3 separate regions of the Mus musculus genome follow, and all the other regions are linked to region 1. Evidence: chromatin contacts called from public promoter capture Hi-C data. All regions are on one chromosome and are shown on one strand. The core of a region is the stretch at or near the end of the contact, and the rest is flanking DNA. Distances in the headings are between cores, read along the strand shown. Region 1 holds the start of Gbp6 (guanylate binding protein 6). Region 2 has its middle 17 kb from the start of Dmp1. Region 3 holds the start of Dmp1 (dentin matrix protein 1).

Region 1 (2,807 bases), core at 106-2,605:
AAGGGCTCAGAAATTAAAGCTTTCATTTTTCAGCTTCCATCTCTGAAGTTTTCTTAGCTTCTATATTGAACACAACTCCTACTTACTATTCTTTAATTGCTTCTTTTAAAATCAGGTTTTAAAATTGACTGTTGTGTTTTATGAAAAGAAAAAGAAGTCAGGTATATGTTTGGTGGCTGTCTGGTGTCTTAGTTAGGGTTTTACTGCTGTGAACAGACACCATGACCAAGGCAAGTCTTATAAAAAAACAACATTTAATTGGGGCTGGGTTACAGGTTCAGAGGTTCAGTCCATTATCATCAAGGTGGGAGCATGGCAGCATCCAGGCAGGCGTGGCACAGGCAGAGATGAGAGTTCTATGTCTTCATCCAAAGGCTGCTAGTGGAAGACTGACTTCCAGGCAACTAGAGTGAGGATCTTAAGCCCACAACCACAGTGACACACCTATTCCAACCAGGTCACACCTATTCCAACAAGGCCACATCTCCAAATGGTGCCACCCTCTGGTCCAAGAATATACAAACGTCATACCTGGTATGTTGAGGTGAAAAGGGGTACCTCTGAGGGCCAGTGTTGAAGCATTACCTTCTTCCTGAGGTACCAGCCACACAATTGTATAGTATAGAATACAGTTTATTTAAGACATGGAGAGGGGAGTTGAGGGGTTAGTAGAGACAAAGAAAGAGGGATAGAGAGGGGAGGAAGGAGGAGGAGGGACAGAGAAGAAAGAGGGTAAAAAAGGAAGAGAGGACAATTGAGCAAGAGAGGGGGGTATGTGAGGGTACAAGCAGCCCCTTTTATAGTGAGTCATGCCCACCTGGCTGTTGCCAGGTAATTGTGGGGCAGCCCAGAAGAAATGGCAACAGGGATGGTTCCTGCTTTAGAAAACACATGTTTAAAACATTAAACATGTTTGATCAGAAAGCACTGGGAATTTCCCCTGAGAGAAGCACACTTGCAATACTCCCGGATTTTGTAATTTCCACTGATGGCTGCCTGGGTTTTACTGTGCTTTATCTGTGCCAAGAAGGCTGGAGGAAACTGGAAATGGGTTCCAAGGAAAGAGAAGGTAAACAGATTCCACAGTGGAGGCCTGCTGTCCCTTGGCTGCAACAGAGTATCACACTGGCTTTTCGGGATAGACAGGAACCTCTGACCTCCCTTTCCAGTCTTGGCCAAGTTAACATGGCCTATTTTATTTTACTTTCAGTTTTGTTTCTGCTGCAGCATGTGATTTCTTTTAACTCCTTCTCTCTCTCTCTCTCTCTCTCTCTCTCTCTCTCTCTCTCTCTCTCTCTCTCTGTGTGTGTGTGTGTGGTCAGCTTACATAAAAGAGGAGCAAAGAGAGCAGGAGGGAGGAGAGCAGAAGGGAGCCTGAGGAGGCAGCAGCAGCTGAGAACTGCACTTGGACCTGTGCTGTGGGACCAGGTATATTTACTTTTCCTTTCTTTAAGGAGCAACTTAGTCTGGACCTCAGCTTGATTTCCAAGTCAAAGGGGCAACTGAGGGAGGGGGAAGGGAGGCAGATTATGAGCTCTCTGGTCTGCAGGGGGCTGTGGCTGGCTTTAGGTCTAGGAGGTCAGTTTCTTTCCTCTGATAAAGGACAGATACAAAGTGGCAGCCTGACACTGCTGGCTGCCCTGCTCTGTTAGACAAACTATGGGAAGAGCCCTGGTCCTGCCTCAGCTGGGACCACAACAGCTCCTGCCCTGGTTCACAGGCAACTGTAGGCAGAGGAAAGTCTCTGTGGAGGAACCGTGTGAGGAAAACTCAGCACAAGAGCTTGGCAAACATCTATCTGGAAATAACTTAGTTCCTACCTCACTGACTTTGAATTAAGTGTAAGAAGATAATCCAGTTCTATATTGATGTTTATGTTGTATGTGAGATGTAGAGATTACGTAGTGCTATGTGCATTTTGTTTGGGCTGCTAGTCTTATTTCATACATGGAACTAAGCTGCAGAGAGCCTGGTTTCTGGAGTTAAGTGACGTCACCTGTATCTAACTTCTGGAGATTCTGCACATTCTCCTTCCTTGGCATAATGTCCTCATGCTCATCTGGGACTGAGGGCAGGGCAGGGGAGGCAGGTTATGTGTTGTCTGACCTGTAGGAGTCTGTGTCTAGCCTAAGTCTATTAAGGTCTACAAAGTTGTGTACAGTAGTTAATTTTATTCCCTTCTTTGGCTGAATAATATTCTATTGTGCACATTGTCAGACTGTGTTAATGTATGCATCTGTTGGTGATCTGTTGGTGGGAGTCTGGGCTGTCTCCACAATGTGGGTATTGTGAACACAGCTGCCATGATCACTACAGCTCAAAGGTCCATCCAAGTCCTTCTTTGCTATTTTGTTTGTGTTGTAATCAAAGAAGAGCTGTTAGATCAGACATAAGTATTGATTTTCTCAAAAGCGAGGACTGTTTCCCATGAGGTAATATTCTGTATTCTTAGCCACAGAGTACAGACACCTGAGTTGTCTAAATTCTGGGTTACATGGATTTGTTTTTGCTTTGTGTGGTAGCTGTCCTTGTGTGTATGGTTTGATTGGCACTTCCTCAATATTTGTCAAAGACATGTTATAAGAAACAATGGGTCTATAGAATTGTTGTGCAACAAAAACAAGTAGTTCTTAAAAATAACAGCATTCATGCTTAAACTGTAAACATCAGCAAAACTAAGTAAACAATTTCAAATAAATATGTATGTTAACCCAAAGCAAGCTTCAGCCTCAGTAAGCTCTAAGAAGCCAAATCACACATGATCATGTGACTCTAGACTCTTACACCATGTCCCTCAGCATGGCAAA
Region 2 (3,263 bases), core at 200-2,699, 1.1 Mb after region 1:
AATCACATTATCATTGTCACGCCATGACACCAGTCATCATGACACCATCTCACCATGACACCATGTCACATGACAGCAGATCACCATGATAGCATAACACCATGTTGCTATGACACCATGACAACATGTCACCATGACAGCATGTCACCATGTTACCATGACACCATGTTACCATGTCACCGTACACCTTAACACTGACACACCATGGAACCTTGACACCACACCAGCTTGATACTGTGTCACCATTACACCAATCACCTTATCACTGCCACACCAAGTCACCATGTCACAATGGAATCACACGCTATGGCTTCTGTCTAGGTCCTGATGTGGATTAGACACGTTCTTGGATCTATGCACCCCAACTCACATCTGGAAACTGCCTTTTTCTAAGTGTGTGCTCAATAGACCCATTTTAAGTTACTGGATCTTGTCCCACTGATAACATTGGGTCGGTCCGAGTTAGGCAAGGCAAAATCTTTCCCTAGACCTGACGAAAACCGAAATCATCTGTGTTGGTGGATATGTTGTGTCTGGATGTTGGTAGCCATGCTTCTCTCCATACATGTCAACAAAAGTAGGAAATGCCTGTGGCTGAGGAAGAGGAGAGAAGCATACAAAAGGTAGAGGACAGACCCAGAGCAGGAGGCAGAGCTCCGGGAGCAGGAGGTGGAGCTCTGGGAGCAGGAGGCGGAGCTCTGGGAGCAGGAGGCGGAGCTCTGGGAGCAGGAAGCAGAGCTCCAGTGATGTCTCCCTCCTTGGGCTTCTTGTATTTCATTCTAGTTTCCTTATGATAAGTTACTTTTTAAAATTTTTTTATTTTTTGGTTTTTCGAGACAGGGTTTCTCTGTGTAGCCCTGGCTGTCCTGGAACTCACTCTGTAGACCAGGCTGGCCTCGAACTCAGAAACCTGCCTGCCTCTGCCTCCCAAGTGCTGGGATTAAAGGCGTGCGCCACCACGCCCCGCGATAATTTACTTTTTAAATTCTTTCCATCGCTTAAAGAGTCCTAACTAACACACCATGGCAACCTCCTAATCGTGCTTCTTGCTTCCTGTCTCTATGTTGTGTGCCTCTGTGAGGAAAGCAAAACTTTATCTCTATACTTGGGTTTTTCAGCCAGACCTGAGAACCTAGCAGGGGAGTGAAGATCCGGAGGTATGGAGTTGAACACAAACACTGAATTGCACAGAGTAGAAAGTCGAGGGGACAGAACAAGGCAAGGGGGCTCGAGGAGGGCAGCTATCCAGGTAGAGAAGTAACAATGAAAATGAGGTTAATGTCAAAGGCATTTCCTCCTGCTTCCCTCGATAAGCACTACCCTTTCCTTTTGGCAAGGGCATCTTTTACATATGAACTTTTTCTTCTGCTCTCAAGAGACAGGTGAGAGCAGAGTGAGCATTATCCCCACACAGTTGATGCAGCGGCGTCATCTGAACGGCAAATTTAGGGCTGGTGTATCCTAAGCCCTCATCTACTCACAGGCAGGTAAAACGACTCAGAGGATGAAAACACCAGACTTTAGTTTAAACAGTGGGAGCTTTTTCGATAATAAAGTGGACACTTGCAAAGGAGAGTTGATGCGGGGTGTTCGTTTATTTAACTTTTTTTTTTTAATTATTGATTTTTGCTACGTACAGTAGAGGAGGCAGAAGGACTGAGAGGCAGAGGCGATGGAAATGGTGTCTTCCTCACATATCAGCCTGACACACATATGAACTCACAGAGATTGTGACAGCATGCACGGGAATATATAAAGTTATTGGTGACAGATAAAGGACCAGGACCTTCCAATATAAGAACCTCCTGTGCTCTGGATCCCGTGATCCTCAGGGATGGGGGTGAAGGGGTCCGGATGTTCAGAGGCTACAACAGCAGGCAATGCTGCCATCTTCTGGAGATTGTAGAAATTACACCATTGGGTCATTTTCATTCAAACGTTAGCTTCAGGAATGGAAGATTTATGAAGAATCATACTTTTTAAAAAAAGAAATAAAGATTTGGGTATGGTGGTGTACATAGGTAATCCCACTACTTGGCAGTCTGAGAATGGTCTACAGTTAGAGGTCATCCTGAGCTGCACAGTGAACTTGAAGCAAACCTGGGAGAGGGAGGAAGGAAAGAAAGAAGGGAGGGGAAAAGGGAGGGATGGAAGGAGGGATGGAGGGAGGGAGGTTGGTTCCAATTACATATAATGATAATGTTCATCTTTTAAAATCATAATGATATTGTTAACTTGTAACTCTACACTGAACTCTGGAAAGGCTGCAATTTAGGAATTGTTGTGTCGTCTTTGAGTGAGCTGCGTTTTTTGCTCTCACATGGTAGCACCAAATTATCAGCATCAAGCCAAAAAACCTAGCTTAGTTAAACGTACTTTGCGTAGAAGATACTCCAGATCCTGTGTGATTGTTTCTCCACCCAGACTGGCGAGAAGAATAACTGTAAGGGATCTTGATGGATTTTGGATTAGGGGTGCTCTTCTTGCTTAGTTAATTCAGAACAGAGCATCTAAGGTTGGCAATCAGCAAAATGATATTAGCACAAAAATGTTTGCAGCTTCACCACTAATATTGTTAAGGGAAAAGAAGAAAGATGAAAAGATCATTTGGGTAATTTGTGGGGATGTGAAAACTATAAAACAGGAGAAGACATGTATATTGATAAACACGTAAAAATGACTCTGACTGCGACTATGAAAACTGTCCATGTTTTCAGAGCATAGCCAAGAGGCCAAACTGTGTCTGCTGCTGGGTAAATGACATCAGGAACCTTCTGCATCCCGGTGAGTGGGCCGCCATTTCCTGCATGGCTCACGTGATTATTTCCTATTTGAAAAGCAAAGTAAGCACGCTCTATTCCCAAAGGGAAACTCTCAACAGCGCCCCCTACCTGTGCACACACACACACACACACACACACACACACACACAGTTTCTAGAAAATGGTGGAAATAGTTCTTCATTTTTTCCCCTCAAAAGACAACCTAAATGAAATCCCATTCTCAAGGGAACACGTCTCTTTTTTTGTTTGTTTGTTTTCCTTCCTCTGTCTGCCTGTCTCTTTTCTTTCTCTGTAGTTCTAGAACTTTCTCATCCCTCCAGGTCTTTTGCTTCCATCAAGCCTTCCCCTTGATAAGGCCGGGCAGAGATTCACATCCCTTCTGCCTTAAATGGAAAGAGATAGGAAAGTAGTCCTTTGAGGACCAGCGTGACCATCTGAAGAAAAATCGTATTGCCCTTACTTGTACGAATGCCTTTTGGA
Region 3 (2,996 bases), core at 417-2,916, 1.1 Mb after region 1:
TGAGATATAATACTTACCCTATAAAAATAATAAATGATAGTGTTATTACTATAATCAGCTAATCAGCAATTGTTTTAATTTCTTCACCATTACTCTTTGAAAATAAAGTGCAACTTGCTCAGAATACAAACTCTATTAAAATTCAGAGAACTAAATGAACAAAGAAAGCTTTCCCATCTTTCCAGTAATTGTGAGTGTCTCTAGGACAATTGCTACCAACCCAAGTATTATACTCCTTCCTCCACAGCAGGATAATCACAAAGTGCCCCAAATACAGGTTGTAGAAACCTCTAAACTTCTGAGACACCCTGGTCCACATCACCATTTGGTGAACAGTAAACAGACTAAAGAATCTGCAGAAAATTCTTTGTTCTCATGTGTTTAATCAACAGGGTTAAATAGAGGCAGGCCACAAGAGTGTCAATCAAACGGAAACCTGAGGAAACCAGGAGTCTTTGCTCTCACAGAGGACAATTCACTTTCTCCATTCGGTGTCTTCAGAACTTCGTAGGACACATGGCCTGGCTACTCTCTGTCAGAAGGATAGATATTCCAGCTACTGATGAAGTGAAGTAATGCAGAGTAAAATCATGTCTGGTGGGAGTGTATGTGTGTGTAGTATTTATGTATCTCCTACCTAATGTATATGTGTGTCCTATGTAATGTAGGTGTGTATGTGTGTGTGTGTGTCCTACCTAATATATCTGTGTATAGGTGTGTGTGTATGTCCTACCTAATGTATATGTGTATATGGTACGAGGTGTGTGTGTGTGTGTGTGTGTGGTATGTGTATGTATGTGTGTCTCCTACCTAATGTATGTGCATGTGCATCTATGTGTGTGTATGTATGTGTGGTGTGTGTGATATGTGTATGTGTGTCCTACCTAATGTATGTGTGTGTATGTTTGTTTGTATGTATGTATGTATGTATGTATGTATGTATGTATGTATATGTGTGTGTAGTATGTGTGTGTCCTACCTAACAGGTAATCCCACTCAGCATTTATTGGAGTCCATCTGCATGCAAAGCATTATACTACCATGAGGATCCAGCTACCCAAAGCCACACTGTCATGATCACCTTTCAGTTGTATACACAATTCATAATGGCCACCGTATTCTCTGAATAAGCCAGGCTGAGAGGCATTCAGTTACCTGTCTGCATTTTGAAACACTTGCTACACTGATTTAGATACTTTCGCATCACCACCTCTAAGAAGCCTACAGATAAAAGTTGTGTTTTATTAATGAAAGCTAAACTCTAACAGGACTTTCCCATCAGCCTCCTATTTAGTAAATGTTCTCTTTCAAAATAATTAGACAGAGATCTAATTAAGGCATCACCAGGCAAACACCTGGCTCTTTTGACTTACCATGTCATTTTTAATATCAGTGTCATTGGCTATTGTGACAGTGACCCCAAAAAACAAAAATAAGAATAGGTTTTACTCAAACTTAGCTCTTCCCCATCTTCCTCTGGAAATCAATGCCTTGTAACATGTTCGTATTTCATATTTTTAAACTCCAAAGCTAAAGTCATTTTAAGAATTAAATGATGGAATGGCCTTACCCTCTCTGGCTCCCAAGGTCTTTTTCCCACAAGGTCAAAACCTCAGCGAAGTTCTCGAAGAGGGATCTCAGAGAAGCCACTCTCCAGCTGCTGCTCAGAAGGCTTGTCTGACAGTGCAGAATTTAAACTCTGCTGCAGCTCCTCAGAGCCAATGAGCCTCAGGCTCGGGGTGACTGACATCACAGGTGTCACCGGGACCCCATACACCCACACTTCCTCCAGCTGGCAGAAGTGGGCCTTCTCTAAAAAGCTCTTGTGGTTCTCAAATGACTAGACGAGTTTCCATTAAATTGAAGATCTTCCTAAAGCTTTATTTTGCTTTCTAAATATATATCTTTTGCATCCATGCAGGCTTGTGAGCATTATAAACAATGACCATGTCTCCCGCCCACTAACAGATCCCAGAAGACCCAGGGATGGGAAAGGCGAGTCAGAGGCGGGTAGAGACCTTCCTGCTGGTGCTTATTTCCAGGTGGTGTGTGAGGGAAGCTACTAAAAGTTTACATTTTCCTAAGTTGTTAGTGTTGAGAATATGACCTTGTATTTCTTCTCTTCCTCTTGTAACAGTCTCTACTAAACACCCCTTACCCCATCTATACACAAAGACTCCAAATTCTTACTGATCTAAGGAAGTGCCATTCTCACGATCCCATGTGAACAGGAAATGTTAAAGTGCCTCCTTCGGTAACTTTTATTTTTAACAACAACAACAACAAAATAATGCTCCATTATCCCCTGAAACTACTTAGCACATTTTAGTAATTTTTGAAATCAGAACTGAATTAGAGGAATGCTAACTAGGTGGATCACATCCAGAGAAGTATTGCCAAGAGCGTCTACTCCATCACCAGAACCGAAATGAAAACACTGTTTGCTAGAGTCTTTCTGAGGAGTGTGCTGAAGTTGGCTGAGGGTTCTGGAAGTGGGTTTGGCACTTGTTCAGGAGCATACTCAAGTAACAATCGCATACCACTAAATAAACGCTTCAATGATATAATATACAGCACCAGGCTTTAATTTCCCCAAGGGTAAGGATGCTTGTTTTGTTAAGTGAAGTACACACAATACCACAATGCCCCTAATGGCAGGGACAATTCTTGGGTCACCATAAGTCCTCAGTAAATATATTTTTGTATGAATGGATGGATTGGGGTATACAATTACCTTGACTGAAACACTTGCATGACTCACTTGCCTTTTTAGATATAACAGCCTGGAAAACATTTTCAAATATGTAAATTATTAGATTTATACAATGTAAGCGTAAACTTGGGCGGCGGCGGGGCAGGATATGAAGAGGAGGAGGCTATTTTCATGCAGAGTTGGTCAGAAGGCCACCGTCCATGGGGAGGAGCTCTAAAGGACACGTGTTCTGTTCTGGTTCTGAATTAGACTCTCTGGTGGCTCCACGGCCCTGCCTGAGGTC

What was found. Promoter capture Hi-C pulls out the DNA fragments that hold promoters and counts their contacts.
Region 2: a contact with region 1 is called in a promoter capture Hi-C map of the 3T3-L1 cell line, with 3 times the contacts expected there. The contact joins the enhancer-like site here to the promoter of Gbp6 in region 1. A contact is called at or near these places in 9 of 39 promoter capture datasets (the 3T3-L1 cell line, the C10 cell line, the HPC-7 cell line and 5 more) and 1 of 9 other capture datasets (embryonic stem cells).
Region 3: a promoter capture Hi-C map of pre-B cells shows a contact between it and region 1, with 3 times the contacts expected there. The contact joins the promoter of Dmp1 here to the promoter of Gbp6 in region 1. A contact is called at or near these places in 9 of 39 promoter capture datasets (the 3T3-L1 cell line, the C10 cell line, the HPC-7 cell line and 4 more) and 1 of 9 other capture datasets (macrophages).

The regions. Positions count from the first base shown.
Region 1 is chr5:105,292,247-105,295,053 of GRCm38.p6, reverse strand. It overlaps Gbp6 (guanylate binding protein 6), which reads left to right and starts at 1,355. Exons shown (of 11, transcript NM_194336.2): 1 at 1,355-1,428.
Region 2 is chr5:104,217,702-104,220,964 of GRCm38.p6, reverse strand. No RefSeq gene overlaps it. Among named protein-coding and RNA genes, the nearest start is that of Dmp1, 17 kb to the right of the region's middle. Within about 2 kb of position 1,449, at least 9 of the 459 cell types and tissues checked have an H3K27ac peak or open chromatin away from gene starts, as enhancers often do.
Region 3 is chr5:104,201,287-104,204,282 of GRCm38.p6, reverse strand. Dmp1 (dentin matrix protein 1) reads right to left here and starts at 1,666. Exons shown (of 6, transcript NM_016779.2): 1 at 1,571-1,666.